Regions from separate parts of the Mus musculus genome. Here all the other regions are linked to region 1. Evidence: chromatin contacts called from public HiChIP or PLAC-seq, capture Hi-C and promoter capture Hi-C data. All regions are on one chromosome and are shown on one strand. The core of a region is the stretch at or near the end of the contact, and the rest is flanking DNA. Distances in the headings are between cores, read along the strand shown. Region 1 holds the start of Zfp81 (zinc finger protein 81). Region 2 holds the start of Cd320 (CD320 antigen). Region 3 holds the start of Zfp870 (zinc finger protein 870). Region 4 holds the start of Cyp4f13 (cytochrome P450, family 4, subfamily f, polypeptide 13). Region 5 holds the start of Zfp472 (zinc finger protein 472). Region 6 holds the start of Zfp952 (zinc finger protein 952). Region 7 holds the start of Zfp763 (zinc finger protein 763).

What was found. Promoter capture Hi-C pulls out the DNA fragments that hold promoters and counts their contacts. HiChIP or PLAC-seq counts read pairs in DNA pulled down with a chosen protein or histone mark. Capture Hi-C pulls out chosen DNA fragments and counts their contacts.
Region 2: a contact with region 1 is called in an HNF4G HiChIP or PLAC-seq map of pancreatic cancer cells. The contact joins the promoter of Cd320 here to the promoter of Zfp81 in region 1. A contact is called at or near these places in 1 of 39 promoter capture datasets (maxillary cranial neural crest) and 2 of 115 datasets of contacts at active chromatin or transcription factors (astrocytes and pancreatic cancer cells).
Region 3: a FOXA1 HiChIP or PLAC-seq map of pancreatic cancer cells shows a contact between it and region 1. The contact joins the promoter of Zfp870 here to the promoter of Zfp81 in region 1. A contact is called at or near these places in 7 of 39 promoter capture datasets (the 3T3-L1 cell line, 3T3-L1-derived adipocytes, frontonasal cranial neural crest and 3 more) and 2 of 115 datasets of contacts at active chromatin or transcription factors (bone marrow-derived macrophages and pancreatic cancer cells).
Region 4: a promoter capture Hi-C map of neural stem cells shows a contact between it and region 1. The contact joins the promoter of Cyp4f13 here to the promoter of Zfp81 in region 1. A contact is called at or near these places in 8 of 39 promoter capture datasets (the C10 cell line, cranial neural crest, frontonasal cranial neural crest and 4 more).
Region 5: a contact with region 1 is called in an H3K4me3 HiChIP or PLAC-seq map of bone marrow-derived macrophages, with 4 times the contacts expected there. The contact joins the promoter of Zfp472 here to the promoter of Zfp81 in region 1. A contact is called at or near these places in 18 of 39 promoter capture datasets (the 3T3-L1 cell line, 3T3-L1-derived adipocytes, the C10 cell line and 9 more), 3 of 115 datasets of contacts at active chromatin or transcription factors (bone marrow-derived macrophages, cardiomyocytes and embryonic stem cells) and 1 of 9 other capture datasets (embryonic stem cells).
Region 6: a contact with region 1 is called in an H3K4me3 HiChIP or PLAC-seq map of the 230-238 cell line, with 4 times the contacts expected there. The contact joins the promoter of Zfp952 here to the promoter of Zfp81 in region 1. A contact is called at or near these places in 12 of 39 promoter capture datasets (the C10 cell line, the HPC-7 cell line, the SN4741 cell line and 7 more), 4 of 115 datasets of contacts at active chromatin or transcription factors (the 230-238 cell line, embryonic stem cells and trophoblast stem cells) and 4 of 9 other capture datasets (adipose tissue, liver, macrophages and 1 more).
Region 7: a capture Hi-C map of macrophages shows a contact between it and region 1, with 2.9 times the contacts expected there. The contact joins the promoter of Zfp763 here to the promoter of Zfp81 in region 1. A contact is called at or near these places in 18 of 39 promoter capture datasets (the 3T3-L1 cell line, 3T3-L1-derived adipocytes, the C10 cell line and 10 more), 3 of 115 datasets of contacts at active chromatin or transcription factors (astrocytes, bone marrow-derived macrophages and embryonic limb bud) and 3 of 9 other capture datasets (adipose tissue, macrophages and pancreatic islet).

What each region holds. Positions count from the first base shown.
Region 1 is chr17:33,357,262-33,360,264 of GRCm38.p6, reverse strand. Zfp81 (zinc finger protein 81) reads left to right here and starts at 1,387. Exons shown (of 4, transcript NM_207541.1): 1 at 1,387-1,531. The coding sequence starts at 1,529.
Region 2 is chr17:33,841,588-33,844,590 of GRCm38.p6, reverse strand. It overlaps Cd320 (CD320 antigen), which reads right to left and starts at 1,500. Exons shown (of 5, transcript NM_019421.3): 1 at 1,300-1,500. The coding sequence starts at 1,420.
Region 3 is chr17:32,890,018-32,893,020 of GRCm38.p6, reverse strand. It overlaps Zfp870 (zinc finger protein 870), which reads left to right and starts at 1,418. Exons shown (of 4, transcript NM_207245.2): 1 at 1,418-1,580. The coding sequence starts at 1,578.
Region 4 is chr17:32,945,814-32,948,816 of GRCm38.p6, reverse strand. Cyp4f13 (cytochrome P450, family 4, subfamily f, polypeptide 13) reads left to right here and starts at 1,456. Exons shown (of 13, transcript NM_130882.1): 1 at 1,456-1,504; 2 at 1,814-2,012. The coding sequence starts at 1,815.
Region 5 is chr17:32,964,234-32,967,236 of GRCm38.p6, reverse strand. Zfp472 (zinc finger protein 472) reads right to left here and starts at 1,406. Exons shown (of 4, transcript NM_153063.3): 1 at 1,308-1,406. The coding sequence starts at 1,328. It also overlaps the pseudogene Cyp4f41-ps.
Region 6 is chr17:32,991,678-32,994,680 of GRCm38.p6, reverse strand. Zfp952 (zinc finger protein 952) reads right to left here and starts at 1,542. Exons shown (of 4, transcript NM_001045559.1): 1 at 1,423-1,542. The coding sequence starts at 1,443.
Region 7 is chr17:33,031,834-33,034,836 of GRCm38.p6, reverse strand. It overlaps Zfp763 (zinc finger protein 763), which reads left to right and starts at 1,456. Exons shown (of 4, transcript NM_028543.3): 1 at 1,456-1,555. The coding sequence starts at 1,535.

The DNA.
Region 1 (3,003 bases), core at 138-2,637:
CCAGTGCTCTTAACTTCTGAGCCATCTCTCCAGTCCATGTCCATTCATTTCTTATGTATAGTAAAATTCTTTCCTTTCTCTTTCCTAGCAAAGGGTGCTGGTTTTAGTTTGTGACCTTTAGTTTTGAGGTTTTGTTTGTTTGTTTGTTTGTTTTCAGAATGGTTTCTGTGTGTCCCTGGCTGTCCTGGAACTCTCTTTCCTTCCTTCCTTCCTTCCTTCCTTCCTTCCTTCCTTCCTTCCTTCCTTCCTTCTTTCTCTCTCCTCCTCCTCCTCTTCCTCTTCCTCCTCCTCCTCTTCCTCTTCCTTTTCTTCACAATGACCTTTAACTTCTTGCCTCCAAAGTCCTGTAATTAAAGGTCTGTACCACCATGCTAAACAATTTTAAGTTGTTTTTGTTTGTTTGTTCTTAGAAATCTTCATACTTTATTTTTGTGTCTGTATTAATTTACATTCTCTCTTAAAAGTTATAATGACTCTTTCTCCTATATCTGGTTTCATATATACTTCTTTTAAAATTTTAAGATTATTTTTATATGTGTATGAATGTATGTATGTGCACCATGTGAGAACCTGGTGCCTGTGAATTAAAAAGGTGATGAAGCTCTTGGAGTTAAGATGTTTTCAAACGATCGTGTGGATGATTGAAAGCAATCCCAGGGCCTCTGTAAGAGTAACAAGTGCTCCACATCTTAATATTCAGAAGTGGGACAGTGTATTCTACAGCCACATTGAAGTTCTAGCCGAAATAAACCAAATCCACAAACACTATTTCTAGGAGTTTGGTGAAATGCATCTCTAATCTTAACCACCGCACAAGTTCTTCATGTTGAAGATATATTCTGAATTCAGCATTCTCTGTACGTTATAAAACCCAAACACTGTACAGTAAGCAGCGTAATGACCACCTATAGTACAAGCCCAAAGAAGCGCTGGTGAGATGGGTTGGTTGGTAAAATGCCTGATTATCCTTCATGAGGATCTGCGTTTGGATCCCCAGAACCCACGTAAAAAGCCGGCCAAGCCTCTATCGCTAAAACTGGAGGTAGGGATGTGTGTCATTGGCTTTGTCCTAATGTCACTGAGTCCTGAATGTTCACAAAAAAAGTAGTGTGAGTAAGCGGAAAGGCACGAGGAACTCACACGAAGAACTAAATGTGTGCTCTAAAAACCCCGAAGTATATTCTCTTTAAATAGAATGACACCAAATATACTCCGGGTTTACTCCAGGGGTTTGGGGGAGCCAGAGTTAGGGAGGTTCTGTAGTCAGTTTGCCGGGTGAGTTCCATTTAAACGCGCTGAAAAGAGTTAAAGAGGCGGGTCGGTACCGTTCACCAATCAGGGACGTTGTTACTTTCCTGCATGAACTGCCCAATGAGGAGCATGGATAGTCAGAGGGTGCCGCCATTGCCGCCCTGTTTGAGTCCTGTGTAGCTCCAGGGAGGCAGGTGGTGACTTGGCCTGAGTCGCTGTCCCTTCTGCTGATTGTAGGCCCTTTAGGAAGCACACTGCTCGCGTGTGAAATCAGGAAATGGTGAGTGTGCCCTGTGTTCCTGGAGTCGTGCGTGGCACGTTGGTGACATCGCGGAGGCTTTGTCCCTGTGTGGTGCCGCGGCACTGACGTTCGCCTGATTCTGTGCAGGAGTCTGTCACCCGCGCCCTCTCACCCACGTGCGTTTTAATTCCGTGCAGAGCAGGCAGCGGGGAGCCTGGGGTCTGGTCCTGTCGGTCCGGCCCTGCCCTGCCCCGCCCCCCTTCTGAAGCAGTGTCTTCTAGTCCGCTGTGCTCTCGGGTGAGACAGCGCCTCTCCAGACTGCATCGCTGGCGAGTTGGCGTGATGCTCTGTAGCATTTAGACTGTTGTGAGGGGCTTTGATAAACGCTGTTCGTTCCTTCCTTCCTTCCTTCCTTCCTTCCTTCGTGGGCATCGAACCTCAGGCTTTGCTCATTCTAGGCAATCCTTTTACCAATGAACTGTAAACCTATCCCGCATCCTGGTTTTTGCTGTTAGCGTTAATGCAGGAGGATTTGTTTGCTCCCTCTGGGCTGAGAGTGGGAGGAATGCTCCGGCTTGCAAGGAAGAGAGGATTTTCAATTTGCTTCAAAATTGTTTGGATTCACCAACCAATTGGGCAATTAATTGTCTAGGCACAGGTGAAATTTGGGGGAATTTTTTTTTTCTTCTAGCATTGCTGGCTGTAAAAAAAAAAGCATGAGATGGGATGAATAATTTAATTGTAAAAACAAACAAAAACGTGGTAGATTCTTTGGCTGTGGACTTGAACAGAAGGGATGAGAGGGTTATATCTGTTTCTATCTCATCGTTATGAATATTCGTAAGTTGTTTATATCCTCTTGATTTAATTTTAGCTTGTTGTATGCGACTCAGAATCAAACCATTTCTTGCATATATTTCTTTTCCTCGTGGGGGGTATTTTTTTCAAAATACTACCAAATGGTCCACTGCTTTTCTTTTTTCCTGTCTTTTTTTTTTTTAGTCTCTTGCAACCTCCCCTAATTTATGACTTTATTAATTTGTCTCTTCCCTCTTTTTTGTTAGCTTGACTACAGTTTTGCCTATTTTACTGTTTTTTAAAAGAACCATTTCTGAGATTGACATTGACTGTGTGTATTCTTTGAGTCAATTTCAATAATTTTTCAACTTATTTTTTACTTCTTGCTGTCTTTTGCTCTTAAGTCTGACATTTTGTTGTTTTCCTAAGACCTTGTGTTTGAGCCATTAAGTTGAACTATTTATTCGGCATTCTGAATTCTCAGTGTGTGTATGGGAAGCCGCGGTAGCTTTTTTGGCTCTAAATTGAAGATGAACTTGGAGGGTAACCAGAGGAAAATTTAATCGAGTTTTTGAGGTTGAGAGGGGGAAAGCAGAAAACAGGGCAGGCAAGCTTTAAATATTGGCATTTGTGGTTAGGCGAGAAAACAAAACAAAAGGATGCCTTTTAAGTTCAACATGGAGATCAGAGAAACAGTGAGGAAGCCAAGGGTG
Region 2 (3,003 bases), core at 251-2,750, 480 kb before region 1:
TATACCTGCATACCACACAGTTCAGAAGCTCCAGAGAGCTGAAGAACTGAATACAAGCCCTGGCCACCACCCCTTCCTGCCCAGCATAGCCTCCTCTCCATGCCTAACAACTCACAGTCCTGCCAACTCAGACCTTCTCTTCCTGACTCTGTATTTTCTTGGAATGGGCCCAGAGCAGAGCAGACCCTATACCTCTTGGGGGCAATTAATCAGACAGGAGTCAGGATGACCCATGATTCCTCCTCCCAGTCTATGTCCTCATCTGTAAAAGAGGAATACTAAGGCCAGACTTAATGTTGCTCAATAGTAAGTCCAGCTCCTGGGATGCTGGAACAAGAAGACTGCTTGGAGCTACAAAACAGCCGAAAGTGGGAGGAGGGGTAGTTTATGGGTACAGATCCATAAACAGCCAAATACAATGGTCCATACCTAATAATCCCTGTGCTGGGGAGCCTAAGGCACAAGTTGAAAACAGCAGTCCAGCCTGTGTTATATAGTAAGTCCCTGTCTCAAAAAAAGGGGAACTAGTGCCTGCCTTTAATCCCAGTACTTGGGAGGTGGATCTCTAGGAGTTCAAGCCCAGCCTAGTCTATATAGCAAGTTGCAGACAGCCAGAGCTATAAAGTGAGACCCTGTTTGGAAAAAAAAAAAAAAAATCAAAACATAATAAAAACCTAAAAACAGAAACAAAAACAAACAAACCAAAAAAACCTTGAAACAGTTAAGACCTATTCTCATACAGAGTGGATGGTCAGTAGTGGCCAGTGGTCACAATCGGGCCTCCTCGTCCTGCCCGGGACAGGTTCCTGGCCAAGATTGGGGTTCACAGGGGAAATACACTCCAGGGCTCTTCCTTCCATTCTCTGAGGCAGGAATACAAGGAAAAACTGAAGCTCTGGGTGCTGAAAGAACAGCCACAGAACTGCAGCCTCAGGGCTGAAGGTTTCGGGAAGGCATACCTGCTGCAAGAAGGTACCGGGTGACCAGCCCTGCGTGGTGAGAGGTCAAAATCAGAAACAAAAGCCTTCCAGCCCACATTGAGCTGAAGGACGGCTTGGAGGTGACTTAGGGACAGCGCAGGAATAAGGGAGGAAGCTGAGCAGAACACAGGAGAAGGCACCCATGTGGCGGTCCCCTCTGCACGCACAGAGGGCCGATTCTCTCCACTCTACCCACGCTAAAGCCAAACACGCGTGCTGGGGGAGTGTCAACGACCGATGGGCGGCGCAGCCAATAGTGAGGCGATGCCAGCGCGTGGAGGCGGGATCAAAAGCGGTGTAGAAACGGGGGTTCACTCACCGGAGACTTGGACCCGGGTATGGGCCGGAGCCGGAGCGGCCTCTAGGCCTGTTCTGAGACCAAAGAGGAGCCGCAGCACCAGGCCCAGGGCCACTGCCCGCCCAGCTCCGCCCCGCGCCATCCAACAGCTAGCCGAACTGCTCCGCTCCAGCCGCAGCCGCTCAGTCAGAAGGACGCGCTGATTCTCGCGCACGCGCACACAAAGGCAGGGGGGAGTGGCGCAAGCAAGCCTGCGACCGTAAGTACCCGAATACAAGGGTACTTTGATTTTAGGGCTCCTCCTGGCTTCTTCCTAGCAGTAAAACCTAATGTGTTTGGTGACCTAGGCCTGTAACTCCCAGATATTCTACAGGCTGAGGAAGAACAAAGCCAACCTAGGCTATTAAAGGAGACCCTACCTCAGAATAAAAAACAGGAATTCGGGGAGTAGTTCAGTAGTAGAGCACTTGCCTAGTAGTATTCAGGAGGCTCTAGGTTTAATCCCCAGTTCCATGAAAATAACCACATTAACTTGAAATAATAAACTTCTGCTGAACAGTGGTGGTGTACGCCTTAAATCCCAGCACTTGGGAGGCAAAGACAGGCAGATTTCTGAGTTCCAGGCCAGCCTGGTCTACCGAGTAAGTTCCAGGACACCGGGGGCTACAAAGAGAAACCCTGTCTCAAAAAACCAAAAATAAAAATAAACCTTCTAGGGATATAAATGAACTTAGCAATTTTGACCTAAACTTCACATGTAGCCTACTGCAAATATCACTGCCCAATGGTCCCAATGAATATGGCAGCCACACCCTGTGAACACTCCCCAGCAGGTCCCTCCTTTGTGCCACCTAAGGATTTTACTTATTTTAGCTTTATTGTCTTGATTGCCCCCTAGAATGCCAGCTGCAGGCGAACCAGGATGTTGGTTTCCTTTGATGAATGGCGAAAATAGTGAGGGAATGATGGAATGATCAAATGAGTGAACAGTTACTGGCTTCGAACCTGGACTGACCATCTCCTTGGTTCCCATCCCAACCTCATTAACTTCTAGTTCTCACACACTTGAGAAACATTTATTCTAACATGGGCCTGGTAGATTGATACTACAATTGTATTAATTGTAATTGATACAGATTGGCAGCCTTGGGTTTTCTCATCCCACTTCCACAGTTGAATGCATTGAGTCAGCTTATCCAATGTGGCTAGTGATGTTGTGGTTTCTGCTGGTCTGAGGTAACCCAAGCTGGCCTGAAACTAGTGATCCTCTCTCTTGCTTTGGCCTCCGAAGTATTGGGGATATAGTCATGTACCAGCTTAGTGTTTTATTCTTCACATTACGTTTTCCATAGCTCTACCTTAAGATTCCACGACACTGGCCGGGCGTGGAGGCGCATGCCTTTAATCCCAGCACTCGGGAGGCAGAGGCAGGTGGATTTCTGAGTTCAAGGCCAGCCTGGTCTACAAAGTGAGTTCCAGGACAGCAGGGCTACACAGAGAAACCCTGTCTCGAAAAACCAAAAAGAAAAAAAAAAAAAAAAAAAAAAAAAGAATCTATGACACTACCTCCCAACAAGGCTGGAAGGCAAGTCACTAACCTTCAAATGGCTAAGTTTCCCAGAATGTAGACCAGAAGGCTACATAGAAGTCCAGACTTTCACACAAATGGTGCTGCTTGTGGATGGATGGCCTCTCTACCACCGTAAATGTTAGAGGTTATGACTA
Region 3 (3,003 bases), core at 169-2,668, 470 kb after region 1:
CTAGTTAGACCACAGCCTGTAAATTATTTTATACATCTCTCTCCCGCTGTGTGTGTGTGTGTGTGTGTGTGTGTGTGTGTGTGTGTGTGTGTGTGTTCTGTTATGCTAAAGAACCATGTGGTGGTTTGAATTGCTTGGCAAGGCCCAGGGAGTGGCACTTTTAAGACTTGTGGCCTTGTTAGAGGAAGTATGTCATTGTTGCAGTGGACTTTGAGGCTCCTAGTGTTCAAGCTCTGCCCTGTGCAGAAGAGAGTCCCTTCCTGGCTGCCTGGAGAAGACAGTCTCCTCCTGGATGCCTTCTGATTAAGATGTAGGACTCCCAACACTTACAGTACCATATCTGTCTGGAGGCTGCCATGCTTTCCACCATGATGATAATGGACCGAACCTCTGAAACTGTAAGCCAGTCCCAATTAAATGTTTGCCTTTATAAGAGTTGCCTTGGACATGGTGTCTCTTCACAGCAATAAAACCCTAATTAATACAAACCCTAACACACAGCAAGAGCAGATGTTTATTGGTCTGAGAAAATAAGGCCTCCAAACCTGAACACATCACAAAGGCTCTGAAAATCCGTTTTTGCAGTAGAGAGCAGGGCAGGAGGGCACTGATTTCAACAGGCCCAGAAACTGGTTTTCTGGGTAAACATTTTTTGTTTTTGTTTTGTTTGGTTTTTTGCTTTTTGTTTTTGTTTTTGTTTTGTTTTGTTTTTTTTTTTTTGAAACTGCAGGGTGAGAGACAAGTCAGGTTGCCTATTTTTGTCAATTTGTTTGTTTGTTCGAGACAGGGTTTCTCTGTATAGCCCTGGCTGTCCTGGAACTCACTCTGTAGACCAGGCTGGCGTCGAACTCAGAAATCTGCCTGCCTCTGCCTCTGCCTCCCAAGTGCTGGGATTAAAGGCATGCGCCACCACCACCTGGTTATTTTTGTGAATTTTATTGGTGGAATAGTTCGCAAAGTCTTGTACAGACTGGCGGTATAGCGGTGGGATGTGGGAAGATGAGAGCGGGCTGAGAGGTTTCCTTTAATAAGGCCCTTCCTCCTAATCCTACTCAAAGCAGCTCTTAAGAGTTGTCTCCGTGACCAGAGTCTGGAATTCTCTTGCTCTGACCCCATTCTTAGGAGGAAGAATTAGGAACGGCTCACTGTGAATTGTTACAAGCAAGAGAACAAACTTCGCTTGCATGCACACAGTCACCCAGACAGGGCTAGAACGCAGGGGTCTAGAGTGAAATCTGCTTGCTAATTTGCCTAATAAAACTTGTATGCCCTGTCACTAGCGCTCCAGGACCTGAGCCAAGGGCTCGCTGGCCTATCCGGAGAAAGGTTAGGCTCGCTGGCCTATCAGGGTAAAGGTTATTACTTTAGTGTCTGAAGTGTCCAATGAGAAGTACGCTTCTTGCATGAGGGGCTTTGTCTGACCGAGGTCTGTTTCCTTAAACCCCCTCCCCAGCCCCCCAAATTAGGCATGTTTGTGTTATTTGGAAGTATGTCCTAGATGCCAGGCCTAGATATCAGAGTCGCCTTCACTGACAGCAGGAGCCGCAGGAGCACACCAGGACACTCCGGGGCTGGAAATGGTACGTTCGGCCTGTGACTTAGATGTGGGCAGGATGCTGCGGCAGCAGACGGAGACCGCAATGGGAGCAGGTCTTGCAAGACAGCTGAGTCTGCAGCGGAGTCTCATCTGGCTCCGCTGGGTCTTGCCGCTCCGATTCCGCTGGGTGGAGCTGGTCCATCAGACAGAGCGGTGGTCTCTTCCTCTCTGAGCGCTCAGCGCTGCAGCGTCTGGGGTCAGCTGGGCTTCTCCACCAAGGTCTCGGGAGGATCCTGAGGAGCCAACTCTGGGAGTTGGATTGGGACTCTTCTACGGGGGATGAAGGTGGAGCTGCGTGGATGATGAAGGTTAGGACACGAGTCCTATAACTGCTTCGTCCTCCCCTGAAAATCTCGACACACCCTATGCAGTGTCTCAGGGCGCAGCTACCCAGAGGACTTTGTGATTCTCAGTGTTGAGAGAGAGAGATGGGGTGGGGGGTGCCGGGGTGTGTGTGTGCGGGGGAGGGGGGTTAGACATATTGGAGCAGCGAGTGGCCCCATCCTTTCTGGAATAAATGCCCATAGTGCAGTGACTCTCAACCTTCCTAATGTTCATTTTGTGATCCCATCCATAAAATTACCTTTGTTGCTCCTTTATAACTGCAATTCTGCTACCGTTATGAACCGTAATGTAAACATCTGATATGCAAGATATCTAACATACAACCCTTGAGGCTGGTACTGGTCCTGGACTCACAGATCTGCCTAGTTCTGCTCTCCAGTGCTGGGATGAAAGATGTGCACTTCCACACCTAGTGATTCCAGTTTGAATCCCTAACATCAACCAGCAGATCACACGGGGACATTTCACACAACCAGAGACAACACAGGTTACAAATGGCTAGGAAATAGTTAAAGAGCCTGCAGAATCCGTCTGTCCTGAAGACACAGGTAGAGAGCTGAGGTAGGTGAGGGGGGAGTCTCCAGGGGACCAGCTAAGGCTTGGCAGTGCAGGTACGTAGATGCCAAATGCCTCTTGGGAGGACAGGCTATTGGATGGTGACTTTCAGGTGGGCTGAATATTTTGCCACGAAGAAACTGCTGTGGTGAGGGACATGGTGATCCAGGAGTTGACAATTTTGCTGGCTTTTGACAGCTGACCCTGCCACTCTCTGGTTTTAGTCTCAGGTAAGAGGGTTCCATCTGTTGTGGACCAAAAGCCCCTGTGTCTGGTGTTTCTGGTATGATCTGGTATGAGTGTTGCTACTTATTGACACAGTTAATGTCTCTTGGTGTGCTGGCAGATTGTGGTTTGTGTGTGTGTGTGTGTGTGTGTGTGTGTGTGTGTGTGTGTGTAAACAAGCTGGACTTGTGTAAACAGTCCCCCTTTCCTGGTACTGTTACTCTGTAGCAAATCAGGTCAGTATGGTTGTTGTCCAAGGTGACACTCTTCTAGGCTAGCTC
Region 4 (3,003 bases), core at 207-2,706, 410 kb after region 1:
TAGCTTCCTCAGTCTGCTTTCATGTACACTTGAGGACTCACCTGCCCAGGGATGGCACCAGGCACAGTGGGCTGGGCCCTTCCACATCAGCCATTAATCAAGAAAATGCTCTATGGACTTCCCTACAGGTATCCTGATGGAAACACTTTCTCGGTCGAGATATCTCTTTCCCAGAAAGGCCAACATGGTACATACTCACTTCTAAGAGGATATTAGCTGCAAAGGATAACTGCGCTACAGTCCACACCCAGAGATGCTAAAGATGGCTCAAAGTGGTACAGATGGGTCTCTCTGGGAAGGAGAAATAAAATAGATTCCAAGGGTGGACTGGGACAGATAGAACAGGAAGGAATAGGTGGGGGTGGGAGAAAATACTGGGAGAACTGGGAGATGGGGGTAGGGCATTTTTGGGGTGAGGAGAAATGACTAGAATGGGAGGCACTTTGGGGGTGAGGTAGAAACCTAGTACAATGGAAACTTCCAGGAGGCCAACCCTACTGAAAACTCCTAGCATAAAACTCCTAGCCTGAACCAGCCCATTTTCAATAACCGGGCAAGGCTTCCAGTTCATTGCTTAGGATACCAAGCCAGCCACAAAACCCTCAGTCCACAATTTGTCTTACCTGCAAGATGTGTTGGGCTAGGTGGCACAGAAGGAACTCGGGGAAGTTGCCAATTTATTACTGGTCCAACTTCAGATCCACACCATGAGAGGAAACCCATGCCTGGCACTGCTGGAGGGTCAGGAGACAGAGGCTGGATAGTCCAGCCACCTAGGATAGAACAAAACATGACCAGCAAAATAAAATAAAATAGAAGTTTCCTGACCCCCAATATTTAACGCATATCTATGACATCAGCCCACGCCCAGATCTGACCTTCAGCCTGTGTCCCCTCTGCTCACGGCCCCTTTTAGCTGTTCCCTCAGATCTCTGAGCTTCAGCCTCACATGAGCTTAACCTACACTCTCTGACCCAGTGGGTTCCAGCAGGGTTGCAATTATTGGTCCACCTAGAACCTAGGGTTCAAGAAGGAAGAAATCGATCTCTGCCAGGCTGTGCAGCTGTTGGGCGTGGGGAGAGGAGAGGAAATGCATTTCAGAGCCTCACAGTTCTGCATGCTGTTACCCAGACAACTATGCAGAGGAGCTAGAGAGATTTATCTGCCACCCCTTAGCCCTTGGAGGGCAGGTGCACTCCTAAACTTGGAATCTCCTTTGTAACTCCTTTGTCTCTGGTTCAGGCAGAAAGGTTAAACGCTGAGGATGCCCCACCTAAGCCTATGACTCTCAGTCTAGTTCCATCCCTTTAAGGTTGGACCCGCCCCCACTGGCCTTGGCTGCCTGCCCAGGCTTGGAGGTTGGGCTGAGGGTTGGAGGGATTGGTTGGTTCAGCCCAGCTGAACTTCCCATACAGCTTCCGGGACAAAATGTTTTCAGAGAAGACAGGAAGTTGTGGAAGATTCGCTGCTCGTGAGAGAAGGTGCCGGGGTGGAAGGCAACAAGGCGAGTTCTGGCTCAGAACAGGGAGAGCTCTGCCCACAGCTGGAATGGCTGTAGGGAGCTGACCTTGGAGACTTTTGGTCTCCTGGAAATTGCGCCCGTAGTTTATTCTTCAGGCTGAGGCCCTCTAGAATGCTAACAGTCCTGCCTGTTGTGTTCTTCCTCTTCTCTCTCAATGTTCATTCTTCTTCCTGCGCTGCCCCCAAGTCCTCCCAGTCTATATCGCTAGCTATATTCCTATCTAGTAAACGGGCCTGTCCCCACCCTTCTCCGGAGCCTCAGAATTTCACCTTCTGCCTATTTGCCCTGCAGGATGCTACAGCTATGTCTGTCCTGGCTGGGAATGGGGTCCCTGACTGCCTCTCCGTGGCATCTACTGCTGCTGGGAGGGGCATCTTGGATTCTAGCCCGAATTCTGGCCTGGATCTATGCCTTCTATGACAACTGCAGTCGCCTTCGTTGCTTCCCTCAGCCCCCTAAACCGAGCTGGTTCTGGGGTCACTTGGCCTTGGTGAGTGTGGCAGTAGGTAGGTCTCTGGGTAGATGTGTTTCCAACGTGTTTGGAAAGATACTGTGGCACTTGGGTCAGGAGAGGTTTGGAACACAGGACAGTAGAGAAGTGAGGGGAGACATAGGGAGACCTCTCCGCCCCAGCAGCCAGTCCACTCTTGCCTTGCCTCTCCAGGATCCGAGCCTTTCTCCTTTCCTCCCTTCCTTGCTCCCAGCCTGCTTTAGGTCACATTATGATCAAAACTCATGATCTGAGGTCTCTTCCCCTCGTTAATGCAAAACTGCTCCCAGGATGGGCAGCACAGAGCAGGGACAGCCCCAGTCCACTCAGTTTCCACCGAAGAGTTTGAGGCTTCAGTGCATCATGCCAAGATCTGGCCCCTGCCTAGTCCATCCTTGTCCTTGGGCTAGTGTCTGTACCCGATGGGCAGAGAGAGATGTGAGTAGTATCTCTTCCCTTAAACTCCTCGGGGCCTGATGCTTTCTTATCTTGCTCTTCACTCTCAAGAACCATCAGTGGACTCTATTTTCCAATTTGAGCAGTAGTTGAGCTTTTTGGTTTTGTTTATGGTACTGAGTTGAAGCAAGCTCTTGGCCGCTGGGCTGCATCCCAGTCTGACTGTTCTTTTTCACCAGGGACCCTTCTGGCCTCTCCAGTTGTGGTTACACTTCCACTGGCCTCATTCCTAGTGCCCCTTGCTCCATGCTGCACTGGTTCCCTACTGCCAGAGTCACACTTAACATTTCAGTGTCACCTAAAAGGGTTTCACCTCCAATACCATCGATTCAAACGCTGCTTTCTCCCATAGCCCCTTTTCCTCCCAAAATCTGTATTCACGTTTGTCATTCCAAGTCCTCTCAGGACCCCTTTCCTCTCTACATCACAGTCCTGCTGCTTCCTGCCAACCTTCCTGATCAGGTAGAGCTCTGTAGAACAAACCAATAATATGTGCACACATGTGCGACACACACACACACACAATTTGTTAGAG
Region 5 (3,003 bases), core at 157-2,656, 390 kb after region 1:
AACCCACCAATCCCTTAACAGGAAATCCCAAGCTCAGGACTTGAACTCACACCACACCTCAATCTGGAAATTTCTGTCCACTCTCTAAGAAATCCTATCCAAGTCCTGCCCTTTGTCCAATTCTCCCATGTCAGTCAGCTCTGGGAGCAGAGGGCAGCCATCCCTCTCCATTTTTCTCTCCAATAAGTCTCCTTTATAAGATCTACTGCCTGGAGTGGCTCTCATCAGAAGAAGCTAAGAAGAAAAGAAGCAAAGAAGAGAAGAGAAAGGGCAGCTGAAGCCTGTAAGCTCCTAAACTCCTCAGCTCAGCTGGGGATACCCTCCTCTGGGAACTGCTGAGGAGGCTTCCTCTCAGAGCTGTGTGGTTCCTGGGCTCCCGTGTTTGAGGATGTCCTCATTGGGACACCTTTTCCCTTCAGAGCTGTATGTATGGCTCCTGGGCTTCCAAGTCCCAGAATACCCTCCCATATGAGCAGAAACACACGTAGCACTGTGGAGGATCTAGAGTTCCAGACTAGTTTGGTCTACATAACTCTTTCCAGACCAGCCAATGGTACCCAGTGAAATCCCGTATAAACGGACAGAACAACACAATCCCTCCCTGCCCTGGGCTTTTTCACTGCTATCGAGACTTTCCTTTGGAAAAGGTCTCCAAAATCTAACCTTTACTTCAGAAATGATCAGCTTAATTAATCAGTACATACAAATAGGGAATTTTGCCTATCACAGCTAACAAATCCAGCTGTGAACTCAGGATGAGGGATGGAGATACAGGTCTACAGGTCTATGGTAAAGCGTTCGCTTAGCATGAGACCTGAGGTTCCATCCCTAGTACTTTAAAAAAGAAGCCGAGAGAGAGAGAGAGAGAGAGAGAGAGAGAGAGAGAGAGAGAGAGAGAGAGAGAACACACGAGCACGAGCCTCTCTTCAGGATGACCACAGTGTAAAACTAAAGCAGGGAACAAGGAAATGAAAAAGTGCAAAACAGTGCACACCACCCACGTGCCTTCACCGCAGTCTGGACGCGGCGTCACCAACTTGGCAGCTGCAATGTCAGCGGAGGCTCGGGTTCGCGGCGCAGGCTCGTCATGGGAGGACTAGAAACTAGGGACGAAGCAGCTTCACAGGGAAGGGACAGGACGGGACTCCGCTAACAGAGCATACAACTCAAGTGCACCCGGGTTGACGGCACTCCCAAAGTCCATCTCAAATTGCTGCACACGTCGGGGAGCCGGCGCCACCTTACAGCAAAGCCGTGGCAGTGTCAGAACCCTCCGCCCACCTTCCAAGAGTCCAGGGCACACTCACCATTTCCTGCTTCTGATGCATCCAGGCGTTCTTCCTACTGAGCGGCAGTCGGCAGAACAGGCACCGGGAAGCTCAAGCACAACTCTCCTCCCTCCAGCTACCCGGAACTCAAATATGGCGGCAAGGGAGCCACCCTCCACTATCCGTGCTTCTTATTGGATAGCTCAGGGGAGTAACAGTCACCCTGGTTCGTGAATTATTCCGGACCCAACTCCTTAGAACTGAGTTATCAGGTTCAGCAACGCTTACCACCGAAATGGGTCTGTAAGTACAGATTGCAACAACTGCCCTGTCCAAGCTCATACCTTTTCTCCGAAATAAATGTGATTTCATCCTGGAGGGTTATCACATTTCAGAACACCTTCCAGCCCGGGAGTGGTGGTGCACTTTTTAATACCAGTTCCACGCTAGCTTTGTCTACGTTATTGAGTTTCGAGTCAGCCAGAGCTATATAGTCAGAATTCTCCCGTCTACACCACACACAGGTCCAGGGCTTCTGAAAGATTTGTTAGTTTTATGTGTCTACGTGGATGAATCCGTGTGTGCGCGAGTGCTCACTGAGGCCGGAAGACGGCAGAAGTCCACTCGCTTTTCCATTGAGGCAGGGTTTGTTTGTTTGTTTGTTTGTTTGTTTCACTCATCACTTTACCTGGGGCTCGGGTTTCCTTGGCTAATAATGGAAGCCAGCTAGCCACAGCGATCCTCTTATTTGAGCCGTCCTCATAGATAGTGATTCAGAAATGTGCAGGGGATCTCTAACGTGAGTGCTGGAATCTGAACTCCAGTCCTAGGTGTTTATCATGCGCCCTTATCCACCAACTCTCCAGCCCCATTCACAGCCTCTTGGGCTCAGCGGGCTCTTCCTGGTATTTTTTTTTTCCGACATACAAATAGTGTCATAACGTCACTTTTGAATAAATCCTTTGCTCTTCAATCAGAGTAAGCTGGGAAAAGCCATGATAGCAAACCAAAACTGATTTCTGTTTAAATTCCTCTGTGAAATAACTTTGATTATGTTCACTCTGATTGGCTTTTTAAAAATCCCTCTGCCTTAATAAACATCCTTCTACTTTCATTTTGCCTACTTAGGCTCATCATATAAAAGCAAACATGTAATATCTGTTGATTTGAGCCTGGCTCATTTCCCTAACATGATGATCTCCAGTTCCGTGTTTTTTTTTTTTTTTTTTTTTTTGCAAACAACATTCTTTTGTGGATGAATAATACTTCACTTTCATAAATACCACATATATTCTATCCATTTGTTCCTCCACTGCTAGGCTCCTTGGGTGACTCCATCACTTGGATGCTCAATGCTGCAATAAATATGTGTGCAGGAATCTTAGTTACATGGTGACATTTACTCTCTTCGTGTATATCTAGAACGGTATAGCTGGATAAAATGACTTAATTTTTAGTTTGGGGTTTGATGTTAAATACCAAAGCTTGTGTGTTGAAGATATGGTCCGCGGATGCTGCTTGGAGGTGATGGAAACTTAGTGATTGGGGGGCTGCTGAGTGGAAGTAAAGTCCTGAAAGATGTGCCCTTGAAGCAAGTATTGGAACTCTAGCCCTTTCCTAAGCAACCAAGCATGAACATTTATCTATTTACTTCCCAGCCACCATGAGATGAGCAACTTGACTCCTTGGGCTTCCCACCATGATCCTCTGTTTTACCTCAGGCCTAAACCAAGGA
Region 6 (3,003 bases), core at 293-2,792, 370 kb after region 1:
CAACATTCTTAAGTAGCCGGTGTCTCTCTGCCACGTGCAAGAAGTTTCAGAGCTTTAGTCCATTGTTAGAGTGGGCAGCATGGTGGCACGCAGGCAGACACAGTGCTGGAGAGGTAGCTGAGAACTCTACATGCAGATACACAGGCAGCAGGAAAAGTCAAAAACAGTTTCAACCATTTCAAGGAAAAAAATAAATGGTGCCTTTGTGTCAGGCTGATCATCCCCGACTTTCTTGATGGTCAGAGATTACTATCTACATAGAACAAGTAGTTGAAGGCAAAAACACCAAAGATTTAATATTTCTTCCAAGAACTGTATTCCAATTAAAGACTAATTGACGAACTCTCCTAATTCTTTCTGTTCGGAGAAACCCACCAAGGAAAACCAAATTACAGCTACATGAATCCCTTCCCTCAGGCTTTCCCCCCATTTTTCCATATTTCCACTTTTAACTATTTTGACCAGCATTATTATTCAAAAGAGAGCTCAAAAGCGAGGTTGAAATAGATTTCCAATGGAGAAAAATGCCCTCTACACAACAAGGAGCCTTTGCCTAACATAAATAAAGCCTCGGGTTCAACTGGCCCTACTGTAAGGAGACAGTTGTCTGAATCCACGCATCTCAAGGACAGCTTCACTATCCTGCTGACAGAAACAAACTGAGTCCGTGTTCCCAGGCCCAGGAACCAGCTCCTTTGCCCCTCATCATTTTGAGTTACTCACCAAATGTCCAGGATGAGGCCTGACCACCAAGATTCTGAGAAAAAAGCCTTGAAACCAGGTGGCCCAGGGGAGGCTTCATCACCAATGATTCCTTTACCCCTTTCCTGTGACAAGCCGCAGGAGTCATCAAAATCACATTGGCGACTCCCTTGCCCAACCCCTTATGTCAAAATACGGCTGGACAACGCTACAGCCCACTCACTCCACTCCCCTTTGCTCTGAGGTCTCATCCGAAATATGCTGTGCAATTTTCCTTCCGGGACGGGGTCTATGCTATTGTCCCTGACCGGTCAGGTTTTTCTGCTTAATTAAAATAAAGATCTTGCTTTGCTGGACTCTTGTGCCTGCTTGTGTTTTGTTTTGGGGGGACCCCCAACAGCTGAAAAAAATAAAGAAAACGAAAGAAAAACACACCGTGATCACGGAGGAAAACTACAGCAGGGCAAACGAAAGTGCAAGGGCAGAAAGACCCGCAACAGCGCTCACACACCCTCTGTCGTTCAAAACGCAGTTTGCGTTCAGCATCACCAATCTACCAGCGCTGCAAATTCTGCAGAGGTGTAAGTTCGAGGCATGGACCCACACTGAAAGGACTGGCATGAAACCCGTTTCGTAGTGAAGGGACAGAACTGGACCCTGGTCTCCTGGCAGTGTCACAGATCTGCCATCCTCGAAGCCAGGAGCCCGTGACACACTCACCATTCTCTGCTTTTGATGCATACTGTGTCCTCTCCAAGGAGCCTGAAATTAGAAGAAGTGACAGTAACCGAAGAAGAGTTGACACGACTCTTCCCGCAGCTGCACCGGCTTCAAGATGGTAGCAAGTGAGGAACCCTTCGATTATCTGCGCTTCTTATTGGACAGGGGAATAACAGCGCCGTTGATTGGTGAATAACTCCCCCTGCCTCCTACGAGCTTAATTAAAAAGAAATCAGCCTTTCTGAGTACCGCTGCAGCTAAAATCACAGTTGTCACTCATGACCCTTTTAGCTTGCTCTTCACTAGAACAAACCTGGCGCAACCTGAAGTTTTGTGGCATTTAAGGAAACATTCAGCAGGATTCTTAGTGCATGCGTTTTCCAACTACACACCCTATCCCCTAAAGAACTAATGCTACAGCTTTACAGTGGAGCCTCTAGTGTCAGTACCCCAAGGAGAAAACCCAAGACTTTTCCTTAGGAAGAGTCCCTATGTCAATCTGGGGGCATAGGGAAAAAAAGAGGACCTGACATGCAAGCTCAAGATTTGGGGAGGTTAAGCTAAAGCTTTCGCAAACCTTGTGTTTCAATATACCCGTTTTCTGCCAAGAAAATTAAAACATATCAACAATGAATTCAACTATAAATTGTCTGGAGAAAAATGGAATTGCACACCCGAAGTTTTCTACAAAGGATTCAACAGGTCTGAAAAGCAGCCTTTGGACGTCAGCCAAAAAGGTTTCTTTGCCCAAGGAAATCCTCTATATTCAGGAATGTAAAATGGTCTCAGCCTCCCAGATCAACACTGATTTTGGACCAAGAGCTTCACAGTGGATCTGTTAGGTTCGGGGAGAAGCCAAGAAAATTGATTTCAAAGACAGCAGCTTAAAATGAAAGTTTTATTCTCTGAGTACACAGAGAGGTAGCCAGCTCGGGATCTCTACTGCATACCTGAAGGGAAATAGTATAGCATATTAAAGGATGAAACCACAAGTTCAGGGGGAAGCCGGGTGGGCTGTAGCATTGTCCACTCATATTTTTTTTTAAAGATTTATTTATTACATGTAAGTACATTGTAGCTGTCTTCAGACATTCCAGAAGAGGGCGCCAGATCTCCTTACGGATGGTTGTGAGCCACCATGCGGTTGCTGGGAATTGAACTCAGGATCTTCAGAAGAGCAGTCAGTGCTCTTAACCGCTGAGCCATCTCTCCAGCCCGTCCACTCATATTTTGACACAATGGGTTGAACAAAGGAGTTTCCATTGTGGCTCTGCCCCTGACTGGGAGCAGTCAGTCAGGAAGGTGATGCACATTGGCGACTGGGCCTTATCTGGGGCCACCCAGTTTCAATGTCCTTGAAATCCTGGACATTTGGCCTGTAACTCAAAATGATAAGGGTGCAAAGGGGTGGGCAAGCTGCATGTAATCAGTTAGGTCATGACAGGCAATCAGTGTATAGATTTATGGCGTGTGTACCTTAGTTTCCTTAACAGGCAACTTCTTTTTTTTTTTTTTTTTTTATATATTCTTTACTGGTTATCAGACAAGCAAGAAGCATGTGAAACAACAGAATCAGAGTTG
Region 7 (3,003 bases), core at 207-2,706, 330 kb after region 1:
TGAATTACAGATCCAGGTGCTGACTTCTGGATTTCTTTGTTGGATTTCTTTTGTTGGATTTCTTTTGTTGGATTTCTTTTGTTGGATTTCTTTTGTTGGATTTCTTTGTTGGATGGGTATTTCTCTCTTGGTTTCTAGTTCCCCTCCAGATTTTCTGAGTCTGGTGGGGGGAAGGGGACCTCATAAAATTGCAAAGCTTCTGTAAGGCAAAAGACACTGTCAATAAGACAAAAAGGTAACCAACAGAATGGGAAAAGATCTTTACCAATCCTAAATCTGATAGGGGGCTAATGTCCAATATATGTAAAGAGCTCAAGAAGTTGGACTCCAGAAAATCAAATAACTCTATTAAAAATTGAGGTACAGAGCTAAACAAAGAATTCTCACCTGAGGAATACCGAATGGCTGAGAAGCACCTAAATGAAGGTGTTGAAAGAGGTTGCCACCACCACCACCACCACCACAGGAAGCAATAGAAGGCATCCTCTGTGAGTTCCCAGACTTCCTAGTTGTCTCTACCTCAGCACTACAGAAGGGCTGTTTGTCACTGTGATGTTGACGGTTGTGATGTATGTGTATATTTGTAGATGTAGACATCCCTCTGGATTTTGAGCCAAGGAAATTTTTTGTCTGAATTGAAGAGTTACTCTATATATGTCTTGAATTCTATGTTGAATATTACTGCTATGTAACTTCGTGTTTCTGTAATTCAATAATTGTATTCATTGGTTGTTGCTCTAATTTTATTGATTAAAAAAATGGATTGGTTGAGTAGCAGTGCATAGTGGCCCACACCTTTAAATTCCAGCATTCTGGAAGCAAAGGCAGTTGGATTACTGTAAATCCGCGACAAGCCTGGTGTATATGGTGAGTACTTAGACAGCCACAGCTACATAGCAGAGATTCTGCCTCAAAACAACAATAAAAACAAGCAAACAAAATCAATAAATTGAAACATAACGTGTGAGAGAGCTTTACAACACTTTTACCTCATTCCAAAGTCATGAGTTTGCATAGTAGGATCTCCTGGTTCCTGTCTCTGGACAGATCTTTGATTCTGTGGGTCTTCCCATTAAGAACTTGAATCAAAAATGTGCAGGGCAAACTTGGACACTGTAATCAAAGCAGTAGAGGGCCCCAGAGTTCACAAGAACAAAGTGCATAAAGTAGCCTGTTCCCCTTAAAGGCAAAGTTATAAAACAGGTCGGAACCGGCTTAGTCCACTTAAAAAACAAAAGGAAAACAAACAAACAAACAAACAAAAAAACTGGCGTACAAAAGAATCCGCTATTCTAACTGCACTGGGAAAGAGGAATGTTATTAATTAAGGCATTTAAGCTCAAGGCTGTCACTATCTTTCCTCAATCAGGGATGCTGTTACTGCTATTCATGAACTGTCCAATGACGAACCGGTACATTCGGAAGGTCCCGCCCTTGCCGCCATGTTTGAGTCCTGTGTTGTTGAGAAGGTCTGTGGTGGTGTTGGGGCTGGACTATATCTCCTGTATTTAGGCCTATTAGGAAGAACACCTGGATGCATATGAAAGAGGAAATGGTGAGTATGCCTTGGGCTCCTGGAGTCGTAAGTGAAAGCTTTGTGACACTGCAGTCTGTGGCGCTGTTGCCTGCCGTTCCCTTGGTGCTGTGCAGCCTAGTGTGCCTTGGAGCGGGACACTGGAATTGTGCGCAGAGCAGGCGACCGGGCACCGGAGCCCGCTCTGTTCTGTCCTAGGGAAGCTACTTCGTTCCAGGCCCCTATCTTCATGGGGTTAGTCCTCACCTGGAACCTGCGCCTCCGCAGACACTGCAGCACTGCAGGTTGGTGACGCGGAGTCCAGACTGTGGTGTAAGGGGACTTGGGTGGTGTGAGCAGTTGCTCGTATGCCTTATAGGCATATCTCTGCTGCTTTCGATTCTTTTCTCTCATCGCCTTTGTAAATTATATTCTTCACAGTACTGCAGTTGAACACTAGGCCGGGAGAACTTATTAATCTCTCTCTCTCTCTCTCTCTCTCTCTCTCTCTCTCTCTCTCTCTCTCTCTCTCTCTCTGTGTGTGTGTGTGTGTGTGTGTGTGTGTGTGTGTGTGTGTGTGTGTGTGTGTGTGCGCGCGCGCGCTGCCCTTTAAAGATGAGATTAAAGAGTATTTAATTGTGCCGTCTGTGAGTAGGCCAAATTTTTCAATCTTAGAGAAAGTAGAGAAGTACAATGATGGGTTTTTTCCCCCTGACCATTTCTGAAGCCAAAATTCGGGTTTTTAAAAAGCTTTCCTAGACTTCGTTTTTGTGAGCCCTGTAAAGTAGATCAGGTGCTTGCCAATCTACATCGTTTGCTTGTGTGCTGGAGGCCGGTTCTCCAAATAGAAGAAATTGTGACTAAGAGTATTTGATCAGTATTTACCAGATGACATTCTTTTAGGGGTGTGGGGGAGTTGGTATTTTCAGTAGAATATTCATTTGAACAGTATTATTTCTGCCACTTCGTGGACTTGAGTATTCTATTTCTTTACTATTTGAAGTTGTCATCGCTGAAGTCTTTTTACCCTTTTACTGGGCTTTATTTCTAATTCTTTTCCCGTTACCATGAATGGTATTTTGTTTCTGATTTTCCCTTCCACTCTAGTCTTTATTGGAGTAGAGAAATGACATTGCTTACTGTATATTGATTTTATATCCTGCTATGCATAAAAAGTATTAAATAATACAAAGAAAATGACTACTTTTTAAAATTCTCTCTGTATTGTATTCATGCTCAAATTGATGGGAACGTTAGCAGGTACTAGGTAATTTTAGCTAATTATAAGTAAAATAACAATTTTAGCTAATTATAGGTAAAATAATGAGCAGTTACATACTAAAATGAGAAGGACCTTGGAGAGGGTAACATTGTTATGAAACATGGTTATAGTTATACTATTATTTGAAAATAAATTTAAATTACTTGTACAATGAATTTTTTTAAAGTCTTGGGACACAGTATTTAGAAAAGAGCATTTTTGATTTTCT